2 separate regions of the Capra hircus genome follow, and region 2 is linked to region 1. A link is a contact called in public Hi-C data. All regions are on one chromosome and are shown on one strand. The core of a region is the stretch at or near the end of the contact, and the rest is flanking DNA. Distances in the headings are between cores, read along the strand shown.

Region 1 (6,345 bases), core at 2,403-4,902:
GGGAACCACACAGCAGACCCTGTCCTGGATAAATTCCGTGACCATCTTTGCAGCTTCACTTGTAACAGAGAAATGCCACAGCCACCAGGAGCGGTCTCAGCTTAAATCAGGGCTCCTCATCCTTGCCCAGCCCTCCGGCTGCCCAGGGACCCCGACGTGGTTCTCCCTGAAGCTCTCCCTGGCTCTCATAGGCAGCTGTCTCCAGGGCCGTCCACAGTCGTCAGCCCCTGGGAGCCCATCCCCTCAACCGCCTCACTCTCAGCGGAAAAAGAAAAGAGTGCTTCCCGGAGAACCACCAAATAAACATAACCTCGATCACAGAATTGTCTCTTCCTCTGTTGCTCCCCATCTCTGAACACTCTCTGCAGCTGGGTGAGTTTTCTGGATGCAAGTGTGAGCAAGGCCAGGTTTATGGGGGATAGTAGCAGTGCTATGGAGGAGGGTCAGACAAGGGGGAGTTTAGAGTGTCTTTAAGAGTAGGGACTTGAAGGGGTAAACTCAGGGGCTTCCCTGCTGGCTCCGCGGTAAAGGATCCGCCAATGCAGTGGACACAGGGTTAGAGATGAAGGCGTCGTATGTCTCATTATTTTCATGCGCGTGTTGGTCATCTGCCCCCGGGTCAGCCTCCTGGGTGAGGCTGTGAGCCACTCCAGGGGCTGATTAACACGCCAGCCGTTTGTGGCTCATGGTTAAGTGCTTGGCAGGTGGTAAATGATCTGTGGGCTGTGGGCCTGAGCCCCTACCTTTCAGTCACACGTATTCTTTCCTCCCCCCTCCCCCCCCCCCCCCAGCTCTGGCTCTCCTCCTAGCCTGTGTGTCCTCACGGAGGTCGTCCATCCTGACCTTTTCCAGATGGGCCTCTGACCCACCCTCGCAGAGCTTCTGACAAAGCAGTTAGTCCCAACAGCTGCGCAAAGAACCGTCGCGCCCCCTGGTGGCTAGATCGGGAAACTTCCCCTTGTTTAGACCAGACTCCTGGCGGAGGAAGAACCTAGAATGTATATAGTCCAGGCCAATTTCCAGAGGCACCAGCCATGCACACCGAGTGCTCTGCACTCACTTGGAAAATACAGTGTTTTCCTGCATGTGATGGCAGGACAAACTCAAATACTTTGACATTTGGATAGTGATATTTTCATTGATAATTAATTATTAATTACCTGGCGGCTCAGAAGGTAAAGAATCCACCTGCAAGGCAACAGACCTGGGTTCGATCCCTGGTTTGGGAAGATCCCCTGGACAAGGAAATGGCAACCCACTCCAGTGTTCTGGCCTGGAGAATCCCATGGACGGAGGAGCCTGGTGGTCTATAGTCCCTGGGGTCCCAAAGAGTCAGACATGACTGAGTGACTAACACTTTCACTTTTAAATTATTTATTTATATTTTAGTCATTTATAAATAATTAGCTAACTGCAGCGGAGAAGGCAATGGCACCCCACTCCAGTACTCTTGCCTGCAAAATCCCATGGACAGAGGAGCCTGGTGGGCTGCAGTCCATGGGGTCACTAAGAGTCAGACACGACTGAGTGACTTCACTTTCACTTTTCACTTTCATGCATTGGAGAAGGCAATGGCACCCCACTCCAGTACTCTTGCCTGGAGAATCCCAGGGATGGGGGAGCCTGGTGGGCTGCCGTCTATGGGGTTGCACAGAGTCGGACACGACTCTAACAGCAGCTAACTGCAGCAGTTACTATAATTTAACTCATCCTGTGAGCTGGGTATTTTATATACTTTTTAAGAAATCTCTTTTAGTTTCTACATCCACCCTGCAAGGAAAAAAACTTCAGTTTTCTGTGTGGGAAATCTGTTCAGTAAGCAGTTCTCAGACCAGCGTTCCTGGGAACTAGGACCAGGTAGGAGGCCCAGTGAGTACTAAACCCAGGACCATCTGAGGACTGACACCAGCCTCCTCTCCCTCTTCTCAAGGCTTGGGTGGGCGGGGAGGGGATTGGAGGAGAGCCAGGTGGATCTCCGTAGTTCTTCTTCTCTGCCTTCTTTCCCTGGCCCCAGGCGAGTGGCTGTTCCGGGTGTGCCCTCAGGCTCAGGGAGGGGCAGGTGCAAAGACAGTGGAGAAGTTACTAAGTGCTCTGTTAGCTCTTCACAAGCTGGACCTGGTTTAGTAGCCTACCAACCGTGGGATGTAGAGAATTCTTTCTAATTGCCAAGTGAGAAAACCTGAACAGAGCCCAACTAGTAAATGGTGATGAAAAAAGAAATCATTAACAGGACTTTCCTGGTGGCCCAGTGGTTAAGAATCCACCTGCCAATGCAGGGGACACGGATTTGATCCCCAATCCAGGAAGATTCCAGAGAAGGCAATGGCAAGCCACTCCAGTACTCTTGCCTGGAAAATCCCATGGACAGAGGAGCCTGGTGGGCTGCAGTCCATGGGGTCGCTACGAGTCAGACACGACTAAACGACTTCACCTTCACTTTTCACCTTCACGCATTGGAGAAGGAAATGGCAACCCACTCCAGTGTTCCTGCCTAGAGAATCCCAGGGATGGGGGAGCCTGGTGGGCTGCCGTCTATGGGGTCGCACAGAGTCAGACACAATTGAAGTGACTTAGCAGCAGCAGCATCCAGGAAGATTCCACGTGTCATGGAGCAACTACACCAGTATGCCACAACTCCCAAGCCCGGGAGGCACAGCTGCTGAAGCCTGAGCACCGAGAGCCTGTGCTCCACAACAGAAGCCAACACAGTGAGAAGGTCTCACACCACAACGAAGAGTAGCCCTCTGCTCTCCACAACTAGGAAAAGCCCGAGCAAAGCAAAGACCCAGTGCAGCCAAAAAAATAATACAAAAACAGAGAGAGAAACCAAAAAAACGTTATAAGAAATGCCTAAACAGAAACTCTTATGGTAAAAAGCGAAGAAGTAAAGACCCTCTTGATGAAAGTGAAAGAGGAGGGTGAAAAAGTTGGCTTAAAACTCAAAATTCAGAAAACTAAGATCGTGGCATCTGGTCCCATCACTTCATGGCAGATAGATGGGGAAAGAATAGAAACAGTGACAGACTTTATTTGGGGGCTCCAATCACTGCAGATGGTGACTGCGCCTTTGAAATTAAAAGATGCTTGCTCCTTGGAAGAAAAGCTATGAGCAACCTAGACAGCATGTTTAACAGCAGAGACGTTACTTTGCCAACAAAGGTCCATCTAGTCAAAGCTATGGTTTTTCCAGTAGTCATGTATGGATGTGAGAGTTGGACTATAAAGAAAGCTGAGCACCAAAGAATTGATACTTTTGAACTGTGGTGTTGGAGAGGACTCTTGAGAGTCCCTTGGGCTGCAAGGAGATCTAGCCAGTCAGTCCTAAAGGAAATGAACCCTGATTATTCATTGGAAGGACTGATGGCTGAAGCTGAAACTCCAATACTTTGACCACCTGATTCGAAGAACTGACTCTTTGGAAAAGACTCTGATGCTGGGAAAGATTGAGGGCAGGAGGAGAAGGGGACAACAGAGGATGAGATGGTTGGATGGCATCACCGACTTACTGGACGTAAATTTGAGTAAGCTCCGGAAGTTGTGGATGGACAGGGAAGCCTGACGGTGGTGCAGGTCATGGGGCACGCAAACAGTCAGACCCAATTCTGCGACTGAACGGAAACAGAAACCTCAATTATGTAGAGCCAGGTGACCAGAAGAGGGCGCTCTCACGCTGCGGGAAGAAGCTGCCCTACAGGATAGGAGAAAGTCTTCTCTGAGTACAGCTGAGCCAATGGAAATCCATGGGCTCTTTGCTTACTCTAGCCCTCCGCGCTTCCTTTTCCCACTCCAAAAGAGTTCTTCCTTTGCTGTGCAGGGACTTGCACTGGCTCCCCAGGGTCGCAGACCCCAGACTATGTTTCTCTGCTGATCCCTGTGCGTGCTCAGTCATGGCCGACTCTTTGGGACTCCATGGACTGTAGCCAAACAGACTCCGGTGTCCATGGGATTTCCCAGGCAAGGCTACTGGAGTGAGTTGCCACTTAATCCGTTTTTTCATTTTTATTTTTGGCTGGAGAAATAGCTGACCTTTGTTTAGGTCAGCAGTGGCACCCATGTGAGCCCAGACCTTCAAGTCCATGCTCTGAACCACCACCCAAGAGGCTTCCTCAGGCTTCTTTGTGTCTTTTCCAGTATCAAATTGTGATTCACATTTTAATTTTGATTCAATAATACTTCCAAGAACAGTAACTCAAGTGTGGACTCACAGCCTCCAGCCAGGCAGTAGGAGCTTTTGCCATCTTCCCGGCCCCCCACTCCACCTTCCCAACCTCCCACTTCCTCAGATCTTCCAGCTTCTTCTTGACCAAGTCCCTGCATTAAACCCCTCTTTACTTGAAATACCTGGAGTGATTGCTGCCTGACCTGCCTTTCAACATAAAAGAAACGTTTGTGCCATTGATCTCTGAGTTTCTCATGCAAGAAAAAAGCCTTTGTTCTGTCGTGACTGTGTCTGACATTTCCTAATTTATCATATAATATTCTAATAAACCTTTGTTCTGAACTTATATGAATGCCACTGTTTATAGGCAGTTTAAAAGGATTTTGTAGTTGACCTAAAAAAAGTTCCCAAAAGTGTCTGGAAATAATAAAACAGGGATTTTTGTTTATTTGTTTTTTTAACATAGCAGGGTTTTTGTCTTTTGTTTGTCTTTTAAATGTATGTAATTTCTTAGATGGCAAAGGACAGGGAAGGCTGGCATGCTGCAGTTCATGGTGTTGCAAAGAGTCAGACACTGTTTAGCCACTCAACAACAAATTTCTTTTTTTAGATATTTTTTTAATGTGAAGTGAAGTGAAGTCACTCAGTTGTGACCCCTTGGACAGTAGCCTGCACCAAGCTCCTCTGTCCATGGGATTTTCTAGGCAAGAGTACTGGAGTAGGTTGCCATTTCCTTCTCCAGGGAATCTTCCCAACCCAGGGATCGAACCCAGGTCTCCCGCATTGTAGACAGATGCTTTACCACCTGAGCCACCAGGGAAGTGGATCATTTACAAAATCTTTTGTTGAATTTGTTACAATATTGTTTTTGTTTTTATGTTTCAGTTTTTGGGCCATGAGGCATGTGGGATCTCAGCTCCCAGAGCAGCTATTGAACCTGCACCTCCTGCATTAAAGGGTGGTCCTAAGCACTGGATCACCAGGGAAGTCCCTAGAAGTTATTTTTAAATAAAAATTGTACTCATGGTATCCTTCTGGAGTGTAGCTGGTGATTTTTAAATTTTTGAATGAAGACTCAATTCTCTCTCCAGACACTATACTGAGAAAGGAAAACTGCCCTGTCCTTGCCCTGAATCTGACTGGCACACTAGACATAGGGTCAGTTGCAAACTTAACTGGCCACGTTTCTCCCAAGATCATGCTACAAATGAAAAATGTCATAACCAACCCCTTTTTGAGTGACTTCTGATTTCTCAGTGAGAAATCATGTTCTAAATTCAGCAGCTGTCAGAACCTTTGATGTTTGAAGTCTAATCAGTAATGTTACCACAAAATTGGGCTCACTTCTTGGTGAGTGTCAGGCCAAAAGGCACAACGAAGCCACAGATTGTTATGCCCAAGTCGCGAAATCTCCCAATGACCACCAGGGAGCCGATATCCGATGCAAAAGCAAGAGGGTTTTTATTACCAAGCTCGAGCTGGGGCTCCCACAGTTACCGACGCAGCGGCTAAGGAGAGGAGCCCCGAGTTTTGGGTTACACTGCTTATATAGGGAATATTCAGGTAAAAGGGTAACAAAGGGGGTGTTCAGGCTGAAGGACTACTGATTGGTTACCCTCTTCTATAGGGTTGTGTGTGGATTTCTGATTGGTTGTTTTACTTCCACGGTAAATCATTACTTCCAAAGTAAATCACAAAGGTAAATCATTACTTCCAAGGTAAATCACAAATTCTTGAACTTAAAGTCAGGAGGTTTAACCTAAGGGCTGATTGGCTCATGCACAGTGGGGCAAGTTTAGGCAATATCCAAAGTCTAAGTCTGTTTGCCCAGTACCTTTGCAAAATGGAGTTCTTTTACAAGATGGAGTAGCTCAGGCTCTACAAGATGAGGAGAAGGAAGGATGGGAAAGAAGGAATTTATTACCTGCAACAAATAAGGAGAACACTGGGGATCTTTCCCAAAGCAGTGCCTCCCAAAATCGAGATGATTTTAAGCTAAAGGGTACATGCCCGTGCATGAGGGGCTTGAGTAGAGGAGAATTCGCACAGAACTGGGGCAAAGGTCAACAGAGTCCAAGCTTTAGTGGATAAAAGTCAAGGGTCAGAAAAAGTTAACATCATCTCCAGTCTATCAGTTCCGTCACTCAGTAGTGTCTGACTCTTTGTGACCCCATGGACTGCAGCAC
Region 2 (6,750 bases), core at 1,665-4,164, 350 kb before region 1:
CGGAGCCAGGTTGGCCCCTAGACCAACCCAGTCTCGACACTCGAGCCCCAGCCAGATGAGCCCAAACTCGAGCAGGAAAGGAATAACCTACTCTGGTTGGCAAAAAACTAAAAGAATATTTAAGATGAGAAGAAAACCAGACTTCATACCTTTCTCTCCTCTCTTCTTCCTGGTCCGGTCTATATGGTCCTTAAGCTGGATTCTAACCTGCCTTTCGTTCGGCTGATCCCTAATGAAAGGATGCTTCAGAAGCTGCTCGGTGGAGGGCCGCTGCATGTAATTCTTCACCAGGCATCCTTCTATAAAACTAAAAAACTTCTTGGACCTAAAAGAGAAAGTAAAAAAAAGATCATCAGATTTCTACTATGAAGAGCAAAGCTCCAAAATATCAGTAACTTACAAGCTGGTACATGAGGCGGGGCTTCAGGAGTCACTATGAGCAACGCTGCAAATGCACGGGGATAAAACAGGAACGAAGCAGGGACCCTGGCCAGAGCACCACTTAACCACAGTTTAGGAGTCACGCTGCACAGTGGGAGCCGCAGGGGCAGTGGGAGTTAATGCTGCTTGTTGATCGTGGAATCGGGGAGGAGGGAAGCGAGTGCAGGAAGGTCTTCACTAACGTGAAGGTGACAGAGAGATGGTGGATCCTTACAGACAAGGACAGACACAGAAAGAGCGAGAGACGGATAAGACAGGGACCCAAGGAAGGGATTCAAGGCTCTGGATCTTGTTAGGGCCAACATGTCCATCAGTTTTAGGCTGAGTTATGCATCAGCTCTCTATCCTTAATGCCACTGTTCAGCCATTAAGTCATGTCTGGTTCTTGCAACCCTATGGACTGTAGCCCTCCAGGCTCCTCTGGCCATGGAATTTCCCAGGCGAGAATACTGGATTGGGTTGCCATGCCCTCCTCCAGGGGATCTTCCCCACCCAGGAATCAAACCGTGTCTCGTGCGTTGGCAGGCGGATTCCTTACCACTGAGCCACCAAGGAAGTCCTATACTTAATGCACAAAGGCAGAAACAACAGTGCTGAGGGGGCAGTGACCCTGCTGCCAACATCTACCCCACCAGACACTTTACTGTTGCTCATTTCTCCATTTCTGGCTTATGGTGACCCCTCCGTGGCCTCAGCGGAGACACTCTCAGCCGCCCTGTTATTGGAGACTCTGCTCAGACGGCTCCTGTCCATAAATCTTTCCTGGCAACACTGCACCACACACGCCCCAAGGCAGGAGCCCTTCATTTGGGGCTCTCTGCACGTAACACACCGCACACTTCACCTTTATGTCTCTGTCTCTCCTTCTGGTTTATAACCGAACAGGTCAGGACTGGTTCCCGCTTTCCCATTTGTCAGCAAGGCCCAGCTCTGAGCACGTCAACTACAATAGGTATGCAATAAATTTCTGCTGAATGAATGAGTTATTCAGTCTTTAAAAATGTGATTGAGAGAATGAGTTCAGTCCTTTCCAGTTCCTTCATGCTTTAAGAGTTCTTTCTGTCCACCTGAAACTATCACAACGTTATTAACTGGCTACACTCCAATATAAAATAAAAAGTTAAAAAAAATAAATGAATAAGACAGATAATGACAAGAACCTACTGTATAGCAGAGGGAAACTTTGTGTAATACTGTGTAATAACCTAAATGGGGAAAGAATTTGACAAGGAAGGTGTATGTATATGAATAACTGAATCACTGTACACTTGAAACTAACCATACTCCAGTACAAAATTAAATATTAAAAAAAAACTGGAAAAGAGAGAATCAGTTCTACTGTCTTCTACTTGTACTCAGAACTTACTATTTTTGCTCAATCCAACAAATATTTATGTGTCAACAATTTACATTTGTTTATGCTGGGCTCTGTAAGACATACACATAGGAAACAGTGTATGTATATTCAATAGCAGGTGTATAATCAAATTGTGAGGAAGAAAAAAGAACTGAGACAGTGGAGTGGTTCCAATATCAAGAAAAAGGAGGATATTTAACCATCCCAAGAAAAGCCACCGTTCCAGAAGGACAAGGCAGCAGAGTCCAAGCAGGACAGTGAATTGCTTTCTGATGTTGCAATGAAAAGTGGAAAAAGAGTTAAAAGAACCAGGTCAGGTTCAAGGCAGAGAAGGGCCCTCAGTCACTTGAAGAAGCTGTGGCCTTGTTCAAGGAGGTTAAGGAGGAATGCACAGGACTCTACACAGCGGCAGAGGAACGCTACAGCACACGGATTCCCAAACCTCGGGACCCAGGAGGATCATTTGGGGAGTTTATTAAAAATACAAATGCCTGGGTCACTCCTCAGACCTTCACCCTGGAGAGCTTGAGGATGGAGCCCTAAGATAAAGAATTCCAAAGGGCTTCTCATGGGCCATGTACAGATTAACATCAGAGAACCGGTCAGCTACGATATAGTCTTTAAACACAACTGTCAGCTTCTGCTGAGAATTTGCTGATCATTTTTCAAAGGCCACTTCTGCCTAAGTGGTTGTGGAAATTCACAACCTGTGGACAGGAAGACCGCATCCGTAAAGGAAGAAAGCCTTCACATCTGTGACCCTCTCGACCCTTCGGAACACCCGGGTAAGCTGAGGCAGTGATGTGAACTGCTGAGAATGCATCTGATGCAGCTTAGCTCGAGGCAGTCTGGTGAAAGAGCCCAGGGAGACTGCACTGTTACCTACACGCGTCTCTCTATCTCACCGTGCTGTACACACAGCAGTTGATCCACGCCTGCAAGTCATGGGCGGAATAACTGACTGACTTACAAACTGTGAAAATACCCTGAAGATGGCACATAAACTCCCTTCAGTAAAATCTGAGAAAAAAGCCAAGAGAAAAGGAGTGCTGTTCAGTTTAGCATGAGCCGGATCAAGTGTCACCCAGCCCCACAGCTGACTCCCTAGTGACACCTACTGTTCACACGTGGCCGCACATGGTTGTCACGTTTTAATTCAGGAGACCAACTGGGGCTCAGTCGTTGCCTTAAAGAACCTCTCCAAACTGGTAAGTGGAACCAGACAACCTCGGTTCCCTGGAGCTGAATGTGGTGAAAGAAAGGATGAAAGGAGAAGGAATTCTCGCCAGCAGGTGAGGGGGGAAGACGGGAAGACAGAGGAGAAACAAGGGTGAAAATACATGTGCGTGTCTACACCGGTGGACCAGAGGGACTCTGGAACAGGGCACCCCAAGCCCCAGATCCGTCCCAGTCCACGGCCCGTTAAGAACCAGCCACACAGCGAGAGGTGAGCGGCGGGCAGGGGGGTGAGGCCTCCCCTGCGTTTGCTGCCACTCCTCATCGCTCGCTCTATCACCCGAGCTCTGTCCCCTGGCAGCTCAGCCACAGCGTGAGATTCTCAGAGGAGCTCGCATCCTCAATGTAATGCTCTTGAATCACCCCAAAACCTTCCCCCCAACCCCAGTCAGTGGAAAAACTGTCTTCCATGAAGCCGGTCCCTGGTGCCCAACAGGTTGGGGACCGCTGCTCCAGGACATCAGAGGACGCACCCCCAAGAAGCGCAAACCTCAGCTGCTGAAGTGCACGTGTTGGCCACTCAGCCGTGTCCGGCTCCTTGCGACCCCACGCACTGCAGCCCACCAGGCTCCTCCATCCAGGGAATTCTCCAGACGAGAATGCTGGAGGGGGTTGCCATTCCCCTCTCCAGGGGATCTTCCTGACCCAGGGATGGAACCCGGGTCTCCTGCACTGCAGGTAGATTCTTTACTGTCTGAGCCACCAGGGAAGCCCATTACACTGAGAGGTATATTTAAATATTAAAATAGAACCTTTTTTAAAATATTGCATTGGTGTTCATAGAGTCACTTGGTGCTATTTTATCGTTCAAGGACAATGGATCAAGGGGAAAAAAAAACATTAAAAACTAAAGCAATACACTTTGTAACACTGACTCTTGAGTTCTTTGGCAGTCAGAACGGCCAGGATTCTGTCCTGAGGTCAAACTAAAACGGAAGACTGTTTTTCGAAAGGAACAGAATGACAACCACAAAGCACGTGTATCTTACCATTTTTTGGACTTCAGCCGGGGAGGAGGATTTCGGGGGATGAGAAACAGGGCTCTCATGGGATGCATGTCACAGAGAGCTGGGGAGAGGAGAGGGCGCGTCAGTTAGGCACTCAGCTCCCTCGGTCTCCAATTCCGGGACCCACTCAGGACTCTACACGCTCTGCCTGTTGTCTGCACATCTAGTTACGCAGCCGAGAACATACCCTGAACCCCCCACCGAAGCACAGCAAAACACGAGGAGGACAAGAGCAACGAGAAGAACAGACCATTTGGAATAGACACTGGAAAGCGTTCATAAATCAAAGATAAATACTGATTCAAAGTCCTAAAGGAGTTGACAGCTTAAGTCATCTATCGGATGACAACGAAAATATCTTTATTTTCATAGGACTGTCGTGAGGATTAAATGAGACACAGCTGTAAAGGCCTTCTCCACACAATGCCTGAACTCAGGAGCACTAGCAGGCATGTTCAATGCTTACTGTCAGAGTGAGTGTTCCTGAAATCAGGGAGTGAGTGGGACTGTTTAATTTTGTTTGATGACTATTTACCCTCTGATCACTGGCCCAGTGAAGGCGTGAGAGGTGCACTTGGACACACGAGTATGTCACAACACGTATTTCCGTGTGTTTATTTACCTTCACAAGCACCTTACAAGACAGCTGGGAGATAGGGCCAAAGAAAAGGAGGGTGCTGTCCCCGCTGCGAAAGGGAACTGGACAAAGCATCTGGCAGCCCTGCCCCGTCTCAGGCCCTCGGGGGACATGATGGAACACAGGGTGATCGGCACAGACAGCCACTTCTGCAGTGCAACCAACCCCCAGCTGGGGGCAACCTGATATCATTCATTCAACAAGTATTTGGTCAGCAGCAACTATGTACCAAATGTTATATATTCAAGGGGGGCCAGCAGAAAATAATAGGTTTCTTTCTTTCCCTTTGCTCTCTGCAATTCTACTCTATTCCTCATTAAAAATAAATTTTACGAAGTTGTCACTGATTTAAACCAAAGTGGAAGCAAAATTTCACAGGTAATACCAAAAAAATAAATAAATAAATTCCATGGATAAAAGGTTGTGCCTCTCTTTTTAAAGTTAAAACATAAGTAAAATGGAAATTTCCTGTGTTAGGACCAGTTTCACTGAATACTAAGTTCAAACTGTAAAAAGAAAAATTATTGCCTATTATGTGTGTGTGTGCACGCTTAGTCCTGTCCAACTTTTGCAAGCCCATGGACTGAGTCTACCAGGCTCCTCTGTCCATGGGATTTCTCCAGGCAAAAATACTGGAGTGGGCTGTCATTATCTGATGTCAGAATAAATCCAGGTCACACATCTAATTACAACTTAACAGGTAACGCAGCCCATGAACCTCAGGGAGACCTTCAGAAGGACTGATGTGTGCCAAGAACTCCTCTCACATCTAAACCTCCACTGTATTTATGACGCCTTCATCTGAACACCCCACCAGAACAACTCCATCCATGAAGCCACTATTTCTGAAGCCACGAGACCAGGTTTATGTTGCACAGAACTGGGCTAACAAGGAAGGCAGGCTACTTACGGGGAGCGCCTTCAGCCATCTCAATGGCAGTGATGCCACAGGACCAGAGGTCACTCTGCAGAACAAAGCAGATGTTAGGGCACCATCCTCACTGTGAGGCCAGGGACTCACCACCACTGGGCAGTCACACAAACCACAGAAATGCATTCTTTGGGGGTACAAACCAAAAGGAAGTCTGCCACGAAACTACAAGCACAAACACATCTGGAAGAACATCTTCCAAGTAAATAAATGATCAGCTCATAAAGTTCAGTCAACTCATGAAGAGGGTGATGGAAAAGCTATACAATCTGCCTTGTATTGTACAGCTTTGTAAAAAGTTATGCAATAATGATAACGATGATCATTAATTAGAACCAGCTGCCGTACCTATGATCCAACTCTCAGCCAGAGTCTGACGATCAGGATCAAGAAGTGCATTATTGATACACGTCTCTAGAGGTCACTCTCAGAGCTTAAACACATTTGTGACGAAAGCAAAGGCGCACAGCTCTTTAGCAAGACTCTGAAATTTCACAAGGTGCTTGCTATGTAATCTGACAATATTTCTGAAATAATAAATACCTGATGCTCTTCAAATTAAAAAGAACAGTAAACAGAACAGAAGCGCTGAACTGACTCGGGACAAAAAAATTTCTGAGACTGACAGTGACCCCTCCCGCCTTGAAAGCAGCACCTGACTTAGAACAGAGCTGATGCAGAAATGGACTACACACACACACACACACACACACACACAGCCTCAACATACTGTCCCAGCAGATGTGCCCTACAGCAGGAGTCCACGCGGTGCTCGCTGGAGCAGCGAGGGGGAGGACTGGCAAAGCCCACGAGGCCAGGCTGGTGGCACCTTACCCTGTAATCGTAGGTGGCATCAGGGTTCTCGTCACAGGCGATGACCTCGGGGGCCATCCAGTATGGGGTGCCTATGAACGTGTTCCTCCTCCCCACGGTCCTGTCCAGCTGGGCACTCACTCCGAAGTCCACTGCAGTCGGAGGAAGGAAGGAAAGGGGACCACAGTGAGCAAACCAGTAAACAACAGGACGCAGACACAGAGAGGAGCAGGGTCTTCAGAGTAAACCATACACCACCACGGCGTGGATGCGCGACCCCCCAGCAACACAGATAAGGAGCGCCCCCTCCAGAGCCAAGTCACCATAG

The links. Hi-C and Micro-C count contacts between places; a contact is called where the count stands out from the background.
Region 2: a contact with region 1 is called in a Hi-C map of blood, with 4 times the contacts expected there. The contact joins two enhancer-like sites. A contact is called at or near these places in 3 of 5 Hi-C or Micro-C datasets (blood and liver).

The regions. Positions count from the first base shown.
Region 1 is chr11:6,157,143-6,163,487 of ARS1.2, reverse strand. No RefSeq gene overlaps it. Among named protein-coding and RNA genes, the nearest start is that of CREG2, 25 kb to the left of the region's middle. Within about 2 kb of position 3,652, at least 1 of the 5 cell types and tissues checked has an H3K27ac peak or open chromatin away from gene starts, as enhancers often do.
Region 2 is chr11:6,501,970-6,508,719 of ARS1.2, reverse strand. It overlaps MAP4K4 (mitogen-activated protein kinase kinase kinase kinase 4), which reads right to left. Exons shown (of 30, transcript XM_018054957.1): 7 at 6,444-6,574; 8 at 5,589-5,643; 9 at 4,024-4,102; 10 at 150-325. Among named protein-coding and RNA genes, the nearest start is that of MAP4K4, 100 kb to the right of the region's middle. Within about 2 kb of position 2,914, at least 4 of the 5 cell types and tissues checked have an H3K27ac peak or open chromatin away from gene starts, as enhancers often do.